Regions from separate parts of the Xenopus laevis genome. Here region 2 is linked to region 1. Evidence: chromatin contacts called from public Hi-C data. All regions are on one chromosome and are shown on one strand. Each heading gives the region's core, a stretch centred on a gene start, on an enhancer-like site or on the middle of the called end of the contact. The rest is flanking DNA. Distances are from core to core; before and after follow the strand shown. Region 1 has its middle 18 kb from the start of boc.S. Region 2 overlaps boc.S (brother of CDO).

Region 1 (4,734 bases), core at 1,203-3,702:
AAGGGAGTGTGACTGTGGGATAGCAGGTATAGTAGGAAGAGATAGTGCCTATAGTAACAGTGGGATAATAGTCTCTGGCATTGCTAAGAATTGTAGTTTAGGAATAAAAGGATTGACCATTGTACTATAAGCAATGGGATCCCATAAAAGTCGGCCCCAGAGCCAGGTGCAGTTTATCATTGAGGCTGGGGTGCGAGTAGGTGGGTGGGCTGCATATCTGGGCTGTTACTATGCTAGTAATGGGAATTGGCCGTGGGGATCTGACAGAATTGCTGGAATAGAAGCTGAAATAATTTGATTTTATGGGGGAAAAGGTTAAAGAAAGGAATGAAAACTTGAAGCTGTGAAATCCTTATATGGAGCCAGTGAGTCAAATAACACAGATCAGCGCAGACCCCCCTATACCTCTGTACCACCAACAACTGGATCCATTTGAATATAGTGAAAACATCAGACAAAGCCGTGTAGCCTCAGTGAACTAAATGTCACGTCTTGTCCCGGTCCTGTAATTGAACTTACAATCCCTGCCATAAAGCAAGACCAGGATACTGTGTGATGTCCAGAAAGGAAGTACAGATAGTCACATGATCAGAGGCGAAGCTATAAAACGTAATATAACTGATTAAATATGTTTAAATGCTTCAACCAGCATTTAAGAAAAGAAGAAAAGATGGAATGTACTCAGGGTACTTTGTTTTCTATTTGCCCATCCCTGGGGGAATTCGATTATTTGAAGATTTTTAGGATTTAAAAGGGGTTGTTCACCTGTGAATTAACTATTAGTAAGTTAGAGAGAGGGATATTCTGATATAATTTGCAAATGCTTTTCATTTTTTATTATCTGTGGTTTTTCATTTATTTAGCTTATTATTCAGCAGCTCTCCAGTTTGTAATTTCAGTAGCTAGGGTGCAAATTCCCCTAGCAACCATGCACTGATTTAGATACGAGACTGGAATGTGAATAGGAGAGGCCTGAATAGAAAGATGAGGAATAAAAAGCAACAATAAATGTGTAGCCTTACAGAGCATTTGTGTTTAGATGGGGTCACTGACCCCCATTTTTAAAGCTGGAAAGAGTCAGACGAAAAAGGCAAATAATTAAAAAAAAACTATAAAAAATAAATAATGAAGACCAATTGAAAAGTTGCTTAGAATTGGTCATTCTGTAACATATGAAAAGTAAAACACCCCTTTAAGATGATTTTATTTTACTCTAATTATACCCAGAGCCAGTCAAGGAATGTTAATATAATCAGAGAAAACTGTAGAGCCAATGGGGCGACCGCCCACTTCATCACCTTAAATCTTGCCCCACTATCACCATCTTGCCCTACTATGTCTGCAGTCCCCAGGGTGGCAGGGCCCTCCCATGTGTAGGGCCCAGGACAGTGCCACCTAAATGCACAGTTCTGATTGGACGGTCCCTATCTGTGATACACAAGGGGCTGTGGGGCCCCTCTGGGCAATGGCAGGTTACTGTGGGCACTGACAGATGAAGAAGAAGGAGAGTGATGGGCCTGATTAGCATATGAGTAAAGGCAGCTTGGCTTTCTCAGGGCTGCAGCACAATGGGGCCCACAGCAGAGAGCGAGGGGAATGGGGGCTGGGGGTGCTTGGAAGGGGGGGCTATTTCTTTGGAAGAAAAGGGGAAGCTCGGGGCCCAATGTTTCCTACTGAGCCTGCGGCCGGGGCCCAGACCTGAGCTGTCACATATAAATCTCAGTGACATCCCGTAACTAATTGCAAGCAATGGGCCCCTTAGTGTGCAGAGCATTACCCACAGTCCTCTGTGCCGGGGGGCGGGGGGGGGCTAGAAAATACCCTCTTTGTTTTCAGCGCATTGTGTGGGACTTTAATTGACTTTTCAGACACTTCCAGTTAATAAAGGGCAAATAATCCCTGTGCATATCCCTTTCTCTCCTTCCAAAGAAAAACACATTTTCTCATTTCTTTCCTTTTGTATCAAACCTGCTTTGTGTGTTTGCCTGAAGCGTTTGTCAAACAGGGACCCCAAGGGTCCCAGCCTCATAAAAAGCCATCCAACTCTACAGGTGCTGTTGAACTACAACCCCCATCACTTACATAGTAACATAGCTGTCCTACCCAATACTGCATATAGTATATTGTGTGCACCCCAAGAGTTTCATTGGCTGCCCCTGTTTCATGGTAATGGATTACTTGTGCACAATGAGCCTATGGCCACTAGGGGCAGCTTTTTTCTGCCTATAGGGATATATGGTCACGGAACTCCTCAGGGACTTATAATATCCTTATATTTTACAATAGGGGGTACTTTGTTCACCATATATAGTGAAGCTGTGATTTTGGGGGTTTGGGGAGCAGGTGGATTTTGCAGAAAGGGAAATGTACGTGGGAAGCAGAATTAGGATAATTGGGGTCTCGGTTGGAAGTGGTGCTGTTGGGGGGGGGTGCAGAGAACTGCGCCTCGCTCTAAAGCCTTTCCCTGTTCCACAGAGAGGCCCAGATAATGGAGCTCATTTATACACCCCAGCAGGAGGGGTCCCCCTTTCTCATTTCTCCACTTTCTCCAACACCCCCTTCTTTAATTTTATTTCATTTCTTGTCACAGGGCCACATATAATCAATTAAGGGCTGAATGAGCGGGGAGGGAAGGACAGAGGCTGAGCGGGGGGGGGTTTCCCATTCAGAAAGAGATTTTATACGGTTATCAGTCAGCTGGTAAATGCCTGAGCTCCGGCCTGATAAAGGACCTGTACAAATGGGCTGCCCAAGCCCAGCATGGAGCCTCGGGCCCCTTCTCACCATTATCTTGAGCCGTCTGTCACATCAATGGCCTTAGAATACTGGAGGCCGGAGAGCGGGGACTGTCCTCTTCTTTCTCACACCTCTCTGCAGGTTATTAGCTATTAGTCCCCAGGATACAGAGTTTTCCTAAAACTTACTGAGGGCCACATAGACCCACAAACATTCTCTTGCTCCCCCAGAAGCTGAATATCTGAGCAGCCATGTTGACTCTAGCCAGAGAATCTGATTGGCTCCTCAAATACTGGTCTCAACAACTAATACCCCTTAAATCATTATTAACATTTCTTCTACAATAAGAAGGTGACGGTAGAACTGAACTTGAAAGGGGGTAATTGTTGGATAGTAGAGAGTGTTTCTAGAGGAGGGTATAAAAATTTTTTTTGAAGCTTAACAGAAAACGAAGAAGGTTACATCAGGGGATCATTACTGGAGCCCTGAGTGGGACTGGAGAGAAGCCATTGAGAGATTCTTGTTGTGAAGTTAATTTGAGTAGAAAACTCATTGTTGAACTAAACAGGGAGTAGATCATTTTTGGAGTGTAGAGGCAATTGAATAAGAAGGCATCATATTCTGATTGTTGTAGTTTTGAGACTGACGCATGAAGAGGCTGGAGAGAAGGAGTTGAGGGAGGACTTCGGAAGGACATTGTTGTAGGAGGGTAAAGGCAGAGGATGACATCATAAGTACATTGTTGGAGCTTAGAACCAGATCCTTCAAGAGGAGCAAGGACACATTAGAGATGTTGGACTGTAAAGAGATGGACCCAAGGGAATGACATCAAAAAAAGATTTCTGGAGCTCAGAGTCTGGTAATCAGAAAGGAGGACATCAAGAGATCTTTGTTGGAAGGAAGCAGTGTCAGACTGGGACACCAGGAGCCCACCCAAAAACCTTAGACCAGGGCCGACCATAAAACCTTAGACCAGGGGCCACTCTCAGTACTATTATTCTTCATCTCCTCAATCAACTTCTCTTCTCCTAGTCTGTTTTCTTTACATACTATAATCAATTATTCTATCTATTTAGCCTCTTTGTTCTTATAGAAATAGGGAATGGCCATGAAATAGGGAAAAAGTTTAGCAGCATGAGGGTTCCCTGACACCTTGGCCCACCGGGAGTTTTCCTGGTATCCCGGTGGGCCAGTCTGACACTGGACGAAGAGAAATACCTGTAGCCTAGAGGGTGAGAAGGTATAGATCATTATTGGCCATTCAACAGGAAGTGATCAGAGGGCAGTGCACACTTGTTGCACTGTATAAGGGTAATTTTAGGAAATAATGTGAGGAAAGAAGAACATTTTTGGAGAAAGAAAGGTCAAAGGCAAAGTAGGCAAGTGGCAGAAGTCAATACAGACCTTGTGGAACTTATAGCAGAGGAGCAGTAGTAAAATATTAAGGATTTCTCTGGCTGCAGTGTTTGGGGAGCACTGGCATAGGGAAAGGAAGTTTAGTTGGGGGTCCCATGTAGGCATGCATTAAGATTATGGCCACACAAGGTAAATTCTTGGCCTGCAGATAAATGTGTGCCTGTACCCGGGCTGACACAGAGGCTCCTTTTACAAACACAGAGAAAGTGGGGGCTGATTCTTGGCCTGACTTTATCCACAGGCTAGGAATCAGTCCACTCTGGCTGTAGCCTACAGGTTTTATGTTTTTTTTGGCAAGGAAAATGGTCAAAGATATCCCAGAACTGCCACCTGCTGAGGTGGTGGAGACTCTGGCTTTGCTTACAGTGTGTTACAGAGTGGATTTGGATATGTTTCCTACGCAAGACTTTGGGGTGTACTGGGAGAGTGCTACAGAAAAGTGGGTGCCAGACTAACCCTATTGAATCATGTGACAGCCCCAGCTGATATCTGCTCTGGGGGGCACAATAGGCTTATGGTCGATGTGCAGTTGTACCAGCTGGGGTATGAGTGATACTCACAACCTGAGCGAGAGCAGAAACT
Region 2 (4,734 bases), core at 1,591-4,090, 50 kb after region 1:
TTTTCCCCATGACAGTATCCCTTTAATGAGGATGGCATTGCTGTCTGAGCCCCACAGTCTGTCCACTGAATGGAAGGACTAGTTGGCTGCTATAGGCCGGACATTTATTGCAGGGGTAGGTAAGTGTCTCATTCTGGCACTGAATCCCCTTCTGCATATTCTTCCCTTTACAGTACACCCCAGCCAGCAACAACAACACACCCATCCACGGATTCTACATCTATTACCGACCTACCGACAGTGACAACGACAGCGACTACAAGAAGGATGTGGTGGAAGGTGAGAGCCCCTTTTTTTGCCCCAAGGTGGTGCGCTGAGTGACCAGGATATTCCACCTCTCTGTTGTTATTTATACATATGGGCGTGAGATGCCATATTAAATGATTGAGCATTAGGAGAGGATGGACTATCTGCTGCTCCAGTTTCTAATCGCTGCCTTCAGTGAAGTTCTAAAATGGGTTTTCCATCTTCTAGGGGATCGCTATTGGCACTCTATCAGCCATCTGCAGCCCGAAACCTCCTATGACATTAAAATGCAGTGTTTTAACGAGGGAGGAGAGAGCGAATACAGCAATGTTATGATCTGTGAGACTAAAGGTGAGGCCCCCCGGGATGGAGTTCATGGATAACTCGACTTTACATAATCAAAATCCACCAATAAAGGCCAGACTGAAATATAATGACCTTGTTCTTGTCTTCTTTCTTGTAGCTCGGAAGTCTTCTCAGCCTGGCCGCTCACTGATACCCATGGCACCTTCTCCCCAACCTCCTCACAGCAATGGCAAAGGTGCTGTTGGGACGGCTACAGTGGCTCGTTCCAGTGATGTTCCGTACATGATCGTCGGGGTTCTTGGCTCCATTGTTCTTATAATCGTAGCTTTCATCCCTGTCTGTTTGTGGAGAGCCTGGTCTAAGCAGAGTAAGTAGCAAGTCTCTGTTGAATCCAGCCTTCAGACCAGAATCGAGAAGAGTAAAAATCTTTAAAATTCTTTAAGAAATAACTTACTGAAACTCCGCTACTGCTCCTCTGCAGAAAAAGCGACAATCAATGGCGCGGCACTCGATTTCTCCTCCCTGGCTATTTCCTATAAGGAAGGAAGGGAGGAGAAATCGTGTGCCGCGCGATGGATTGACGATCACATTCTGAAGAGGAGCGCAAGTGGAATTTCGGTAAGTTGTTTCTTAAAGACTTTGCGATTTTAAAGTTTAATTTGTCTTGCTGTTTTTTTTTTTTTTTCGATGTATACTAACATTTTTTTTTTTCATTTTTTTTTGATGTTACTGGTCCTTTAATTCAAGCTCCCTAACTCCAATTTCTCTCTGCAGAACAAACAACAGATATTGCATTCCCCAGCGCTGGTATCCTGACGTCCTCTTGCCAGTACACCATGGTGCCTCTAAGAGGGGTCTCTACCATCAGCAACTTCCCCTATGCTAATGGCGGTGTCGTGAATGGCACTTGCCCATCTGTAAACTCCAGTCATAATGAGCTGAAGCCAAGAGAGTATGAATCCGAGGCTGAGCATCAGGTACACAATCCACAATGCTTATTGGAGTTGAAGCACAGTTGGGCAGGACCACCATTTCTAACATTAGATGATGCCACAAAGTCAAAATGCCTTCCCTTAAAGAAATTTGATTTGTTATTTTACTTATGAGTGCAGCCATGTTGCTGCCTGTGGGTGCGGCATATTTAACCTGGAAAGTCATGTGTTTTTAGCTCCACCCCTCTGCTCATACCTTTTGAGAATAATTACAATGTTATTATGCTTACATTGGTGACAGGCCACTCCTTGTTTTATTGAGATTAAAGGCATGAGGCTTTGTTATTAAGTTTGCTATCATTTTTTTTTCTCCAAACAGGATGAAGCTAACAGCTTACTGGAAGAGATGGTTTCTGGGCACAAGGACCTAACAGAATGTCACAATCCTAGGCCGTAAGTCCTGCTGAGCTTTTGAGGTTGCCCATTTTGCCTGCTTGTCCTTATGTTCTAAATAAACAGACTATACTCATTTACAAGTTATCAGCCCCTCCAAATTTGCTGAAAACTTCCCCTAGATAGGAGTAATGTCTTGGGTACAGGCACCTAGCAAGCTTTCTGATATAATGTTTCCCAATTGTAGGTTGTGCCACCCACCCGGCGAGGGCATGTCCGTGTACCAGCCTTGTGAGAATGACACATGTGACATGAAGGAACTTCCTCCTGATGGGCTTCACTTGCAGGATGAGACCTTGGTTGGGCACTCTCTGGCAAAGAGCAACAAGGAGTGTCCCATTCTCTCACTGCCCAAAGAGCCAGGTATGTGCCAAGGTATGAGGTTAATGTTCTCACTGTGATGTGCCTATTGGAAACCTGCTGGTACCACAAGCTACTAACTAGCTCTTAAGCTGGCCTTTTTGGTGTATCTTAAAGAACAATTTGACTTTAACCCAATATTTCACCTTAACTGGCCTTCTGAATGAGCCAACAGCAGCTTCTTCAACCCGCTCACCCAGAGGGACCAGCATCAAAATTTGGTAACCACTGCCCAAGAGGGACATTTCTCAACCCGGTTCAACATCTTTCATTGTAGAAAGCTTCTACGGAAAAATGTTTGTTAGAAATATCAGTTGTTGATCAAGGAGCCTCAGTGTCAGGCGGCAGCTGCATAAGCTACTGAAATCTCCTCTTGCATAAAAGAGCCAGAGAGGAATAACGTGGGATGGAAGGGTTGATGGTAACAAAGCTTATATTGTGCTGTGTTTTGTTGTGGTAACAGAATCTATTGTTGCAGGTTGTATGTTCCCCTTGCCCCCAGTGGAGAGCACAAAGGATCCAGCCTGCTCACTGTCAGATGGAGAATGTCATCAAAACCCAGTTTGGAGCAGTAATGTAGAAGGGAATCCAGACTGTCGGAGGAGCAGCACTTTTCACCCTCACACTCCAACACAAGGACCTGCTACTTAATAAAAGACTGGCTGAAAGGACTGGGGATGGTCTTGTTGCAATAGATATCCGCACTGAGTATCTCTGTTATTTGGACACTACTAAACCTCCTCCTGCAGCTGATTAATAGACAATGCTCAGTTACACTCTTGCAACACGGTCACGTTTTAGGGTCCTGGACCACCCTGTGTTTAAAAAAGGGAACACGTTAAAGGAGTTTATTTTTCTATGACAGCAATATTTATATATTTATGCACTTGTACATAAAGTTTATTTTCTTTATCATGAAATATATATATAGAAATATGGAACAAAAAAGGGACTAAACAATCCTTCAGTATTGACTCGGCAACGGAACAAGAGCGTCTCTTGCGTAATTGCATGTAGCGGGGGCGGCAGCTCAGGTTGGAAGGGGGTGCTCTAGCGCAATGGGTCACAGGAAGGAGACTGGAGGAATGGGCTGCCTCGTTGCGTATCTTTTGGATCCAAATTGTTCCGGCTTCTGTTCTAGTTGCATATGGAATGTTAGCACACGTGCATGTTTGGCTGAGACTCCAGCACAATATATTCGCCATAAACACATTATGAGATACGGGCTGCAATGACATATATGTGTAACCTGAAGAGACAACTTGTAATAAATACATTTGTGTTTATTTAACCCCAGAGTCATTGACTTTCCTTGGGACTGACAAGATGGCAAAGTGTTTCCTGCACCCAGAGACTTAGGCTGTGCATCTACCTACTAGTGCCGTTTACATCAGCGGGAGCTGCCAAACTGGTCCGACATGTGACCGCTCTCTTAGTAGTTTATATTTCAATGTCACTTCTCACAAGGAAAGGGAAAACTACTTGGTTGCTAGGAATTTACTACCCCAGCGACTGGGGGCAGAATGGAAGATGAGTAAGAAAATGCCTGCAAGGAAAGAGCAGCAATTTAAAATAAAACTGAAGTCAGTCCTTTGCTATTTCCTTTTAAAATCTTTGGAGTTAATGTAGTAAAAGGTAAGAGGTTTGCTACTTGCTAATAACTCATAGCAATCAATTGGTCGGCTGATTGGTTGCTATGGTTAACTAGATCTGGGGTAACTTTGCAGCTTTTATTACACTGCCCTATTTGGCACAGCAAGAATTGTGAGTAGAGTTCTACTTACCTTGTTACACACAGGACATTTGTTGGGGGTGCTGAGGACGGGTGCAAGTTGTGCAACTGCTGTAGGTTTGGGATTTGTCATGGGACAGACACATGGGTGAGGGTTAATGCCCATCTATAGGTTTGTGGGAAGCTGTGATATCAAGAAGGCAGAGAGAATACAACTGGGGTTTGTGGGGTAGAAAGGAGGGTTCTGGGGTATCCCTGTTGCTGCCAGTAAGTTGCTTGGGGAACAGGTTAAAAAGCACCTTCCTTCTGTTCTTAATGGTGTATAGTTCATAATAAACCCGGCCGCTCAGGATCTGCTAAGCACAGACAGACAGCCCCATCCTGAGTTAACCCCTTCTTTTCCGCCGAGTCAGTGGGTCAGGCAGGAGATGCAGTTCTGCAGAGCAGATATATATAAATATATATATAAATCCATGTCATATTTTCCGCTCTCGTCTCTCTGGCAGATACATCCAGTTCTATTTCATTTTATTTTACTGCTGTTGAAACTGGGCTGAGCTCCAGCGCCGGCATCTGGGGAGTATTGAGCTGGGAATTCAAACACAAGCCCTGAATGCTCTGTTTGTAGCATTAAGCAGCCTTATGAGGTCTCGGGGGGAGACCTACTTGTTTTGGCACTTCAAATGCTTTTTTTAAAATAGACTC

Evidence for each region. Hi-C and Micro-C count contacts between places; a contact is called where the count stands out from the background.
Region 2: a contact with region 1 is called in a Hi-C map of the XTC cell line, with 2.5 times the contacts expected there. The contact joins two enhancer-like sites. A contact is called at or near these places in 2 of 4 Hi-C or Micro-C datasets (the XL177 cell line and the XTC cell line).

What each region holds. Positions count from the first base shown.
Region 1 is chr2S:28,504,174-28,508,907 of Xenopus_laevis_v10.1, forward strand. No RefSeq gene overlaps it. Among protein-coding and RNA genes, the nearest start is that of boc.S, 18 kb to the right of the region's middle. Within about 2 kb of position 2,453, at least 1 of the 7 cell types and tissues checked has an H3K27ac peak or open chromatin away from gene starts, as enhancers often do.
Region 2 is chr2S:28,554,206-28,558,939 of Xenopus_laevis_v10.1, forward strand. It overlaps boc.S (brother of CDO), which reads left to right. Exons shown (of 19, transcript XM_018248999.2): 13 at 174-279; 14 at 475-597; 15 at 710-919; 16 at 1,327-1,529; 17 at 1,864-1,937; 18 at 2,125-2,312; 19 at 2,776-3,588. The coding sequence ends at 2,948. Among protein-coding and RNA genes, the nearest start is that of boc.S, 32 kb to the left of the region's middle. Within about 2 kb of position 2,841, at least 1 of the 7 cell types and tissues checked has an H3K27ac peak or open chromatin away from gene starts, as enhancers often do.